2 separate regions of the Pan troglodytes genome follow, and region 1 is linked to region 2. The links are chromatin contacts, called in public Hi-C maps. All regions are on one chromosome and are shown on one strand. The core of a region is the stretch at or near the end of the contact, and the rest is flanking DNA. Distances in the headings are between cores, read along the strand shown. Region 1 holds the start of B3GNT2 (UDP-GlcNAc:betaGal beta-1,3-N-acetylglucosaminyltransferase 2). Region 2 overlaps LOC129143133 (a long non-coding RNA gene).

What was found. A called contact is a pair of places that touch in the nucleus more often than the background predicts.
Region 1: a contact with region 2 is called in a Hi-C map of stem cell-derived neural progenitor cells, with 2.9 times the contacts expected there. The contact joins the promoter of B3GNT2 here to the enhancer-like site in region 2. A contact is called at or near these places in 1 of 7 Hi-C or Micro-C datasets (stem cell-derived neural progenitor cells) and 1 of 1 datasets of contacts at active chromatin or transcription factors (stem cell-derived excitatory neurons).

Annotation. Positions count from the first base shown.
Region 1 is chr12:60,518,385-60,523,027 of NHGRI_mPanTro3-v2.0_pri, reverse strand. B3GNT2 (UDP-GlcNAc:betaGal beta-1,3-N-acetylglucosaminyltransferase 2) reads left to right here and starts at 1,984. Exons shown (of 2, transcript XM_001152203.8): 1 at 1,984-2,276.
Region 2 is chr12:60,303,387-60,308,231 of NHGRI_mPanTro3-v2.0_pri, reverse strand. The region is part of intron 4 of LOC129143133 (a long non-coding RNA gene); the gene reads left to right. Among named protein-coding and RNA genes, the nearest start is that of TMEM17, 94 kb to the right of the region's middle. Within about 2 kb of position 2,046, at least 12 of the 24 cell types and tissues checked have an H3K27ac peak or open chromatin away from gene starts, as enhancers often do. A contact at or near this core is called in stem cell-derived neural progenitor cells, where this site is marked.

The sequences.
Region 1 (4,643 bases), core at 735-3,234, 210 kb before region 2:
AATGAAGACACAGACTTCATTTATTAATTTATACTCCCTAGAGTTCTTTTTTTTTTTGAGACAGAGTCTCACTCTGTCACCCAGGCTGGAGTACAGTGGCACGATTTCGGCTTACTGCAACCTCCGCCTCCCTGAGTTCAGCGATTCTCCTGCCTCAGCCTCCCAAGTGGCTGGGATTACAGGTACATGTCACCACTAATTTTTGTATTTTTAGTAGAAACAGGGTTTCACCATGTTGGCCAGACAGGTCTCGAACTCCTGACCTTGTGATCCACCCGCCTCGGCCTCCCAAAGCGCTGGGATTACAGGCGTGAGCCACCGCGCCCGGCCTCTACTTCCTAGAGTTCTTAGAGAATTTCTAGCTTCTGTTTCTTTAAACATGTTTTATTAGCTTTCTAAATTATGAAAGTAAATACAACTGGAAAAATACAAAATCCAAAGTCAATGGAGTAAAAAAATGTAACTCCCTTGTTTCCCCTCCCCGCGTAACCGTGGTTAACAGTCGGTGTGCACCCTTACAGATGTTTTTTCTATGAATATACAAACATTCGACTTGTTTCTTGGACTTTACCTCGCAGTCCGAGGAGAATCATGTGAACAGCATGAAAGCAGCATGGTCCGAAGACTGCAAACCATAACATTTCCATATCTACTGACTCTGAATTCCTGTTTCTAGAGGACCCGCACCCACGTGGCTCTGTGCATCCGCAGCAACTTGGTCTTTCTTCCTTTGCTGAGTTTGGTTAAGGGAAAGGGCCGATTATTGAGTGGGCTCAGTTTACAGGTGCCTGAAGTTCCTACTTAGCAATGTTCCTTTCCAGCTGATTCCGCCTCCGAGAGCCTTAGGGAAAAATGCTAACAGTTAGGAGCGAAGCGTCCTTAATTGCTCAGTCCAATTATCTAGATGGGTCCAGGTTCGGTTTCGATTCAGAGATAAGGACCAGGGGGCGGGGACGCTTCCAGGTGAGCCCCTGGTTAGGCTTGCCTCCCCGCGGAGCGCACGCGGGTCTCGCTGGCTGGACTGGGCCTTTCAAGACCAGGTAACTTCTCCATCCGGTATCGCCAGGCTTACTTGGGGGCCTCAGAATTGTGTCAGCTGCGTCTCTGAGTCACCTTGGAACCCCTCGAAGGAGCGCGGGGCTAGGAGGGCGCATCGGTGGGCCTGGGGACCCCGCTGGTAGGTGTGGTTGGCGCCAAGGCCGCCTCTGGCCGGCGGAGCCCTGCAGTGTCCGGAGGGTGCGGTCAGAGTCCGGCCCTTTAGGTCTCGCCTCGGTATCCGCCTTGCCCCTTGGGCCGCGGCACGGGTTCGGGCCGAGCGCCCCGCATCTTGCGTTTCTGGCTTCCTGAGACGGGCGTGGGACCTCGAGGAAACCACTCTGCATGACCCCACGAAGAGAACTAAGGACCACCCCCCACCCTTCCTGTCCTGGACGGCTTCATAAGCCAGAGGATCCAGTGGCAGTACCAAGCAGGGCACCATTCTGGGTCGTGAGCACCTAAGAGGTGGAGCAAAGGTCAGACCCCAGGGTGGCCCAGGCCTCCCTCCCCCGCCTCCCCGGCGGGGCCATTCCTCACCCGCCCCACCACTGGAGGGGGCGGCCGGGGTCGGTCTAGTTCCGGTTACAAACTGGACAGAAAAGGCCACTGGAGTCTCGCTAGGCGATGCGCCTAGTCCCCTAGCCTCAGACGAACCGCAAGAGGGGCCACCCACAACTGGAGGGGCGGAGGCTGGAGCTGAGTTTCATTGGTGTTTTTGGAGCTGCCAGGCATTTCCAGGGGGGTCGCCTTCCTAGAGGCCCCCTTTCCCCAGCTTAACCCTCGGCTTTGCAGGCGGGTGCGTGGGGGCTGGAGGGTCCCTGGAAGCCGCGGGGAGCGCGGGCCCGGGTGGGTCCTGGTACCGGGTGGGGAGAGCGGAACCCTCCCAAAACTTGGGGCGCGGGGCGGGGCCGTCGGGCGGTGACGTGAGGGGCGGGGCCGGGCCCCATTGGCGGGCGGGCAGGGGAGGGGCGGGGCCGGGCGCCCGCGGCGGCTGCTGCGCCTGGAACCGGAGCCGGGAGTGAGGCGCAGCGGCAGCGGCAGCAGCTGCAACAAGTGCCGGAGGCTAGCAGAGCCGAGCCGGAGCAGTCCCTGCCGCCGACACCGCCGGGGCGCCGCGCATGGAGCGTGAGCTGCGGCGGTCGCCGGGCTGAGCCGCGCGGAGCGGCCGGGACGTGGATGTGGCCGCGATCTCCCGCCCTTGCCCCCGCCCCGCCGAGCTGGAGCTGCTCCCGGACAAGGTAGGGCCCGGGCGCCGAGCACCCCCGCCGGCTCCCTCCCCGCTGCCCTCTCACCGCCAGGCCCCTCTACCAGTCCCCTTCCGCCTCCCTGCTTCCCGGCCCCACCTTCCGGACACCCTGCTACCCCCGCCCGGTTCCTCGCCGGTTCCGGCTTCGTACCCGCGCCCCGGTGGAGGAGGCCGTCCCTAGGTGGCTCCTGCCGCATTTAAGCCTCCCTTACCTTCCCGCCGTCCCAGCCACCCAACCTCAGCCCAGAGGGAGAGGAGAGGGACACCGCCCGCTGCGGGGCTTTGGAACCTCCCAACCCATTCCGTGCCCACCTCGCCCTGGAGCCCGGGGACCTTCCCCCTCCTCGCTGCACCCCAACTTCCGGGGGATCCGGCGCCGGGGCGATGCGGGCTTTGGCAAGGGGCATCTGGGGCCGGGCCTCCTCATCCGGGGCGCGCGGGCATTTCGGGGAGGGGGGCGCGCGTGATTCCTCGCTCGCACCCCCGCACCCCACCCTCGCACTGCGCCGGCCTCCCGTGCCGCATGGGGAGATCAGGTGTTTTGTGAGCCAAAGAGCCGCCGGCAGCCGCTCCCCACCCCCCACCCCCAACCTCTGCCACTTCTGTCTCCGGCTCCCCCAAAACTGGTTTCTGCCAAACTTCGGGAAAACCTTTCGCTTTGACCTTTAAAAAAAATATTCCACACTGTTTGCGTTGAATGATTAACCAGGCTGCTAGCCCGAGTCGTGGGGGTGGGGTGGGGCGGAGTGGGGTGGGTGCTGCCAGGCCAGGGAGCGCCTGAAGCCGGACTCTGCCAGACACTCCTCGTGGGAAGGTGGGCGTGGGGGGCCCTGCCGGGGCTGCGGGCGCGGGACTGGCGGCTACTCCAGCACGGCAGGCGGACCCTTCTGGAGGCAATAAACCGAGTCACCTGGTTAATTTCCAGGCCACGGTATTTGAAACTCGGGGCTGGGGGCCGCAGAACTCCCTGTACCCCCATCAAGTAGAGGAGCCGTCAGGAGACTCCCCACAAGTGTCACAGCGTCAAAGCTCATCTTTAAAAATATGTACATTTATAACCTGGGTTGGCGAGGCGGCGCTCTTCTGCCCAAAACGTAGGGGTGGTTAGTTTGTTGAGTGGGCTTAGCTCACAGGTGCCTGAGCTGTATCCCCGTGGCCGCCTCAGCCACCCCAACTTCTCAGAAAGATTGTTTAGAACAATTAAACTATATTCTTTTGCCCTTCTCTTGTTGGAACCCTACCGTAATATCCGATAGCGAAGCCAGTTGGTGAATATAGAATTCTACTTGTTAAAACAAATTCTTCCGGCATAATTATTTGTGCCTCTGGAGGTGGTAAACGAGGTGGCCGACAGGGCCGGGACTGGGAGTGAAAAGGCGGGGACCCTGGCCGAGCCAGTCCCGGGGCTCCGGTGCCGGCTTATAGTCGCACCCATGCGGATCTGACAGCTGACCCGGAGGGAGGACCGGCAGGGCAGGGCAGGGCGGTCACTTCCTATTGTCCTAACTCCTGCTCCTGGTTCTTTTGAGTAGAGGGTGGTTAAGCCTGGAGGAATTTGGGAGAGTTTTACTCTGAGCCCATGCGCTCTTAAACCAGATTAGATTTTAAGAACACAGAAGTGAAGGAGCCCCATAGGGCTGTACTTGAGTAATTTGAGGAATCCTTTTCCTCCCTGCCCAGACTTTACAAATGTGTTTATCGTTAGATCTTCTGTTTGAAACTACTTTTTTAGTTCGGAATATTGCTTTTTCTCCCTACAGCAAGGGTTCACTGTTTCTCATTTAGTTTTTGTGCAGGCGGCATTTGTATGATGAAGGCCTAATTCTCTGTGAAACTGACCAGTTCTCACCCTTACCATTCATTAGACTTGATTCTGCCACATTTAATTCAGTGATCTTGGGCAAGTTATTCTTCACCTGAGCCTCATTTTACACATCTGGTTTTGGGGATGGTGGTGTTTGCTCTGCAAGATTATTTCTGAGGACAAATAGGATGTTTGCCAAACTCCTAGCACTGCACCAGGAGAGCTGAGAAGTGCTTAATAAATGGTGGTCATTGCTGTAATCAATAGAGAAGTTCCTCCTGGCATCGACTTCCCCTTACCAAAAACAGTAACCCTGTGGTAGCCTTTTAGATTTGCCTGTCTGAGACTGAAATCAGCCACATTTGGCAGATGCACATCAGAAGGTTCTTAAAACCTAAGTAGTATTTTGAGGAAAATAAGCATGATTTGCTTGTTGTTCAAAAATTATGAATTTTTTTTCTGGGCTTCTGGTGAAGGGCTGAATATCTGAAGGTTTGTAGTTTTGAAAATTTTCTTGTTTTAAAGAAAAGTCATGTTTTAGGTTTCTGATAAACT
Region 2 (4,845 bases), core at 797-3,296:
CTTCTAAGTATTTCAGAAATATGAAGTCATTTAATCCTCACAACAACCTGCCTAGGAAGGTATTTTTACAGATAAGGATCCTGGGGCACAGAGAGGTGAAACAATTTGCCCAAGGCCACACAGTGCATGAGTGGCAGGGCCAGCCTGGCTCCATGCTCTGCCCTGAGATGAGAATGGACCCAGGGTCCATTTAGTGAGCATTCTGTGCCACCAGGGCACTGTTTCTTGGCCAGCACTCCTGGGGCTGGACAGGGTTGTGTATGTTGGTTTGGGTTGGGGGGAATCCAGGGGTCCATGTCCAAGCAGGGCATCAGCTCTTGAGGAAGCAAGGCCATGGCCTTACTAGAGAGAACTTTGTCTTCCAGGGCCAATCTCCACAGTCAGCTGAGGGTCTGCCTGAGCCCTGCCCAGGGTAGGAGGGGCTCTTGTGCGCAGGCTCATACCTGCCTCCTCACCCCTGCCAGGTTTGCCCCTATGTTTCCCACCTTCCTGGACCAGTGCCTCTCAACTAAGGGCAGTTTTGTCCCCCAGAAGACATCTGACAATGTCTAAAGGCATTTTTGATAGTCATGACTAGAAGGCTGCTACTGGCATCTAGTGAACAGAGGCCAGAGATGCTGCGAAACAGCCTACAATGCACAGAACAAAGCCTCACCACAAAGAATGGTCTGTCAGTAGTGCCGCGGTGAGAAGCCATGATCTAGGCCCACCTCACGGCATCCTTAAGGCTGAGAACCCCTCCCGTGTGATCTGTTTCTTGTTACAGCAGGGGCCCAGCGTCCTGGGAGGGCCACACCCATCCTCACTTTGGCGTCTCCCAGAGGCTACAACAGAAAGTGAAGGACTCAGTTTGTACTGCAGCCTCAAGTTCTTGGAAATAAAATAAGGATGTTGAGGTCCTGGTAAATGTGGTGGCCATTATTTTGCATCAGGCTCTGTGCTGAGCACTTTATATATTTTATCTTATGTCATTCTCATAAGCCAGTCTGTGATGCTATTATTATCCTTCTTTTATAGATTGGGAAACTGAGGCTTTAAAAAAGTAGCTTGCTCAAGGTCACACAGCTAATAAAACTGGTGACAGTCTGCTTTCTAGCCTAACCAGGCCCTGATATACATACTTAGGAAAGTAAACATGGTAAATGCCCAGGGAGAGCCCACTCTTGGCCCGGCTTATGTCTTCCCCTGGGATCAGCACCCCTCACTCCACAGCACAGTTGCAGCTGAAGCTCTCAGGGCCAGCTAATTCTCTTCCCCTCTCTGGTTTTTACAGAAGGAATGGGGAAGAGTACAGAGAAGCAAGAGTAGGGTTAATTTTTGTGCAGGGACAGTTAAGACAGAGAGGAAGGGGCAGGGAAGAGATGGACAAGGGAGGGAGGCCTGGGAGCTTTTTATTATTTATTATAGCAGGGGAAAGAATGGGAGGTTTGTTTCTAAGCCATAAATACTCTCCTTTGATCCCTGTGTCTATCAGAGATAAATTAGTCACTCTTAGGCCTCAGAAATTAATGACTGTCCTAATGATCACCCTAAGTGACCTTGCAGCATTCCTAATTCTCACCACTCCCTGCAAAGTAGCAAAGTGTCAGGGTTTGACAAGGTTTGGGGATGAGGCAGGACTGAGCGGGATGAAGGTGTAATTTCATTCCTCAGCCCCAGCCTCACTTTGCAGAGATGAAATTGGCCTCTACTCCTAAGGCCAGAGAACAGTCAGAACCAGATCCCAACTTCGGGCTCTGCCCTCCCTGGCTTTGCTTCAAGCGCAGGGATGGGGAGCACTGCCTAAGGAAGCTTCAGGGCCCTGTGGAATTCTGACCTGGGAGAGGGCGGATCCCCTAGGGGTGTGCAGGCCTGCGAGGGGCACCTGAAAGCAAGAGGGCATTTGGATCAAGTTAACATCTGACCTCTCAGCAGGCCCTGCCCATTCAGACTGGGGAAGAGCTTTGAAGTTTCCTTTGTGTGATGTTTTCTTGGCCCTGATCCTACTGTACTGGAATTAGCCCGAGGCCCTGCCCCTTCCCTGGAGATTTGTTCCCCAACTGCAAAAGTCTTAGAAAAATACCGCAAGCTCCACCCACCATCCCCACACCACTGAATGCTTTTTCCTTAGGCTAAAATACCAGGGAGGAAAAGGCCTCAGAACCCCCACCAGGAGACATTCTGTGCATGTTTACAGTTTCTCAAGTGGAAAGCAAGGACCCCTGGAACCAGATCTGAGGGCAGGTGCTTCCCAGATAAGCATGTTATGGGGTGGGGAGGATGGAGTAAGGGAGGGAGAAGCAAGATTGTCCCTGGAGGCTTCCCAAGCCACGGGCCAGGTCCAGAACAGCAAGGCTATGGGTTCTGGCCAGAGAGAAGAGAAAGCTGGTGAACCCAGGCCTTCCGGCCGTGCTCAATGAGCAAACCATTGTGCCTAGTGTGGCCAAATATCCATCTCGGGGATCTCTCTCTGAGCACCAATGGCTTCTCCTATACTATTGCTCAAGTCCACCATAAAAGCAGTGTTTAAAAACGAAGGGAGAGGAAGACAAAAGAGAGGAAAGCGGAGAGAGAAACGGGAGGAGACGGAGAGAAGCAAGGAATCCCAAACTAGACTGCTAGATTCTGCTAGATTCGGCTTTTCAGAGTAAAGACCCTGAGCAATAGTGCCATCTTGTGGCTATGAGTAGGAATTACAATTAGTTCTCTCTCTCTCTCTCTCTCTCTCTCTCTCTCTCTCTCTCTCTCTCTCTCTCTCTCTCTCTCTCTCTCTCTCTCTCCCCCCCTCCCTCCCTCCCTCTCTCTCTCTCTCCCTCCCTCCCTCCCTCCCTCTCTCTCTCTCTGTCGTCTACTCATAGTGTTTGCAACTGCAGGGGCACAAGCCATGGATTTTGTTTCCACCCGAGACAATTGCCTCTCCCCCGACATCTACACCCCAAACTACTCCAGACTCTGCACCCTCTTCCACACACCTCTGGGGTGAGTCCACATTTGCCCAGTAGAAATACCTGCTATCTGATGTTTGACTCAACTCTAAGACTCATTCAACAAATATTTATTGTGCTTTTATTATGTGCCAGGCACTGTCCTAAGATCTGCGGACCTGACTATAAATAAAAATGTCTCCTTTCATGCACTTTACATTTTAACTAGGGAGGCAAATATTAAACACATACATGTAAAATATAATGGGATGTAGTAACAAGTGCAATAAAGGAAAATAAGGCAGGGGATTCAGGGCTATTTCAGATAGGGTAATTGATGAGCTACAACTTTTTTTTTTTTTTTTTTTTTTTTCAGAGATAAGGTCTTGCTGTGTTGCCCAGGCTGGTCTTGAACCCCTAGCCTTAAGCAATCCTCCTGCCTCAGGCTTCCAAAGTGCTGGATTACAGGTGTGAGCCACTGTGCCTGGTGCAGTTGCAACTTTTATCAGCACAGATATCTGCTAATATCTGTGCAAAGGCATAGATGAGGTGAGGGAGTAGGGCAGGTGAGTATCTGAGGGAAAAAGGACCTACAAACACAAAGACCAAAGCCATCTGTCTGGATCTTCCCTGAGATGTGACTCCAGAGTAGCAGCCAAAGAATATGACACTCAGGAAGTCATCTAGGGTTCGAGGTGCTAAAGCCAACTTTTTTCTTTTTCCTTTTTTGAGACAAGGTCTTTCTCTGTTACCCAGGCTGGAATGCAGTGGCGCAAACACGGCTCACTGCAGCCTTGATCTCACGGACTCAACTGATCCTCCCACCTCAGCCTCCCCAGTAGCTGGGACTACAGGTGGGTGACCCCATGCCCGACTAATTTTTGTATTTTTTGTAGAGATGAGATTTTGCCATGTTGCCCAGCCTGGTCTTGAATTCCTGGACTCAAGTGATTCACCTGCCTTGGCCTCCCAAAGTGCTGGGATTGCAGGTGTGAGCCACCATACCCAGCCTAGAGCCAACATTTCTCTTTTTTTCTATGCTTAGCATCCAAAGCTATCTTTTTCAAAATCCACCTGCTAAAGCCCCAGCTAGGACAGCATGTGGGGAGGCTCTAGGCCATTCTGGATTCAGGACCTTCTGGCTCCATTCTGAATACAAAAGCTGACTTTTGACATGAGAAATCTGACACACTCTTCACTCTCTGAGCCCGGGATTTTCTTTCCCAAATAGCTGGGCTTCTTTCTGTAGCCAGTGGTGATCCCACAAGCTTGCCTTTGCTTATATCAAAGACTCCAGATCTCCAGTTGAATGTCTCCACCAAGACATAAGAGTTGAAATTAAAAAGAGCATTTCTTTCAGAGAATAAGCCCAAGCTTTGGAGATCTGGTTTGTAGCCAGTCCCTGTTCCAGGCCAGCCTGCTCTGTCCCTTGCTCATTCAATTTTCTAGGTTAACAAACAGAGCAAAGTTTCCAGGTGTGCTTGCAGAATATCACCTGGAACATTATTTGGAGGAGAGAGGCAGGGTGCTGAGCTTTTTCTGAAGCTTTTTCTGAAGGCTTATATTCTGTAGGTCAGGGAGCCAGTTACTTACAAGTAAAACTGTCCCCAACAAGATTGCTCTATCAGGGCCCATTTGGGGTTGGCTTTTCTAATATATGAGTCAACATATGAATCAGGCCAGGTGTGGTGGCTCACACCGGTAATCCTAGTGCTTAGGGAGGCTAAAGGGAGACAGTTGCTTGAGACCAGGGGTTTGAGATCAGCCTGGTCAACATAGTGAGACTCCATTGCTACAAAAAATTAAAAAATCACCCAGGCATGGTGGCACGTGCCTGTAGTCCTAGCTAATTGGGAGGCTGAGGCAGGAGGATTGCTTGAGCCCAGTAGTTCGAGGTTGCAGTGAGCCGTGATTGTGCCACTGTACTCCAGCCTGGGTGACA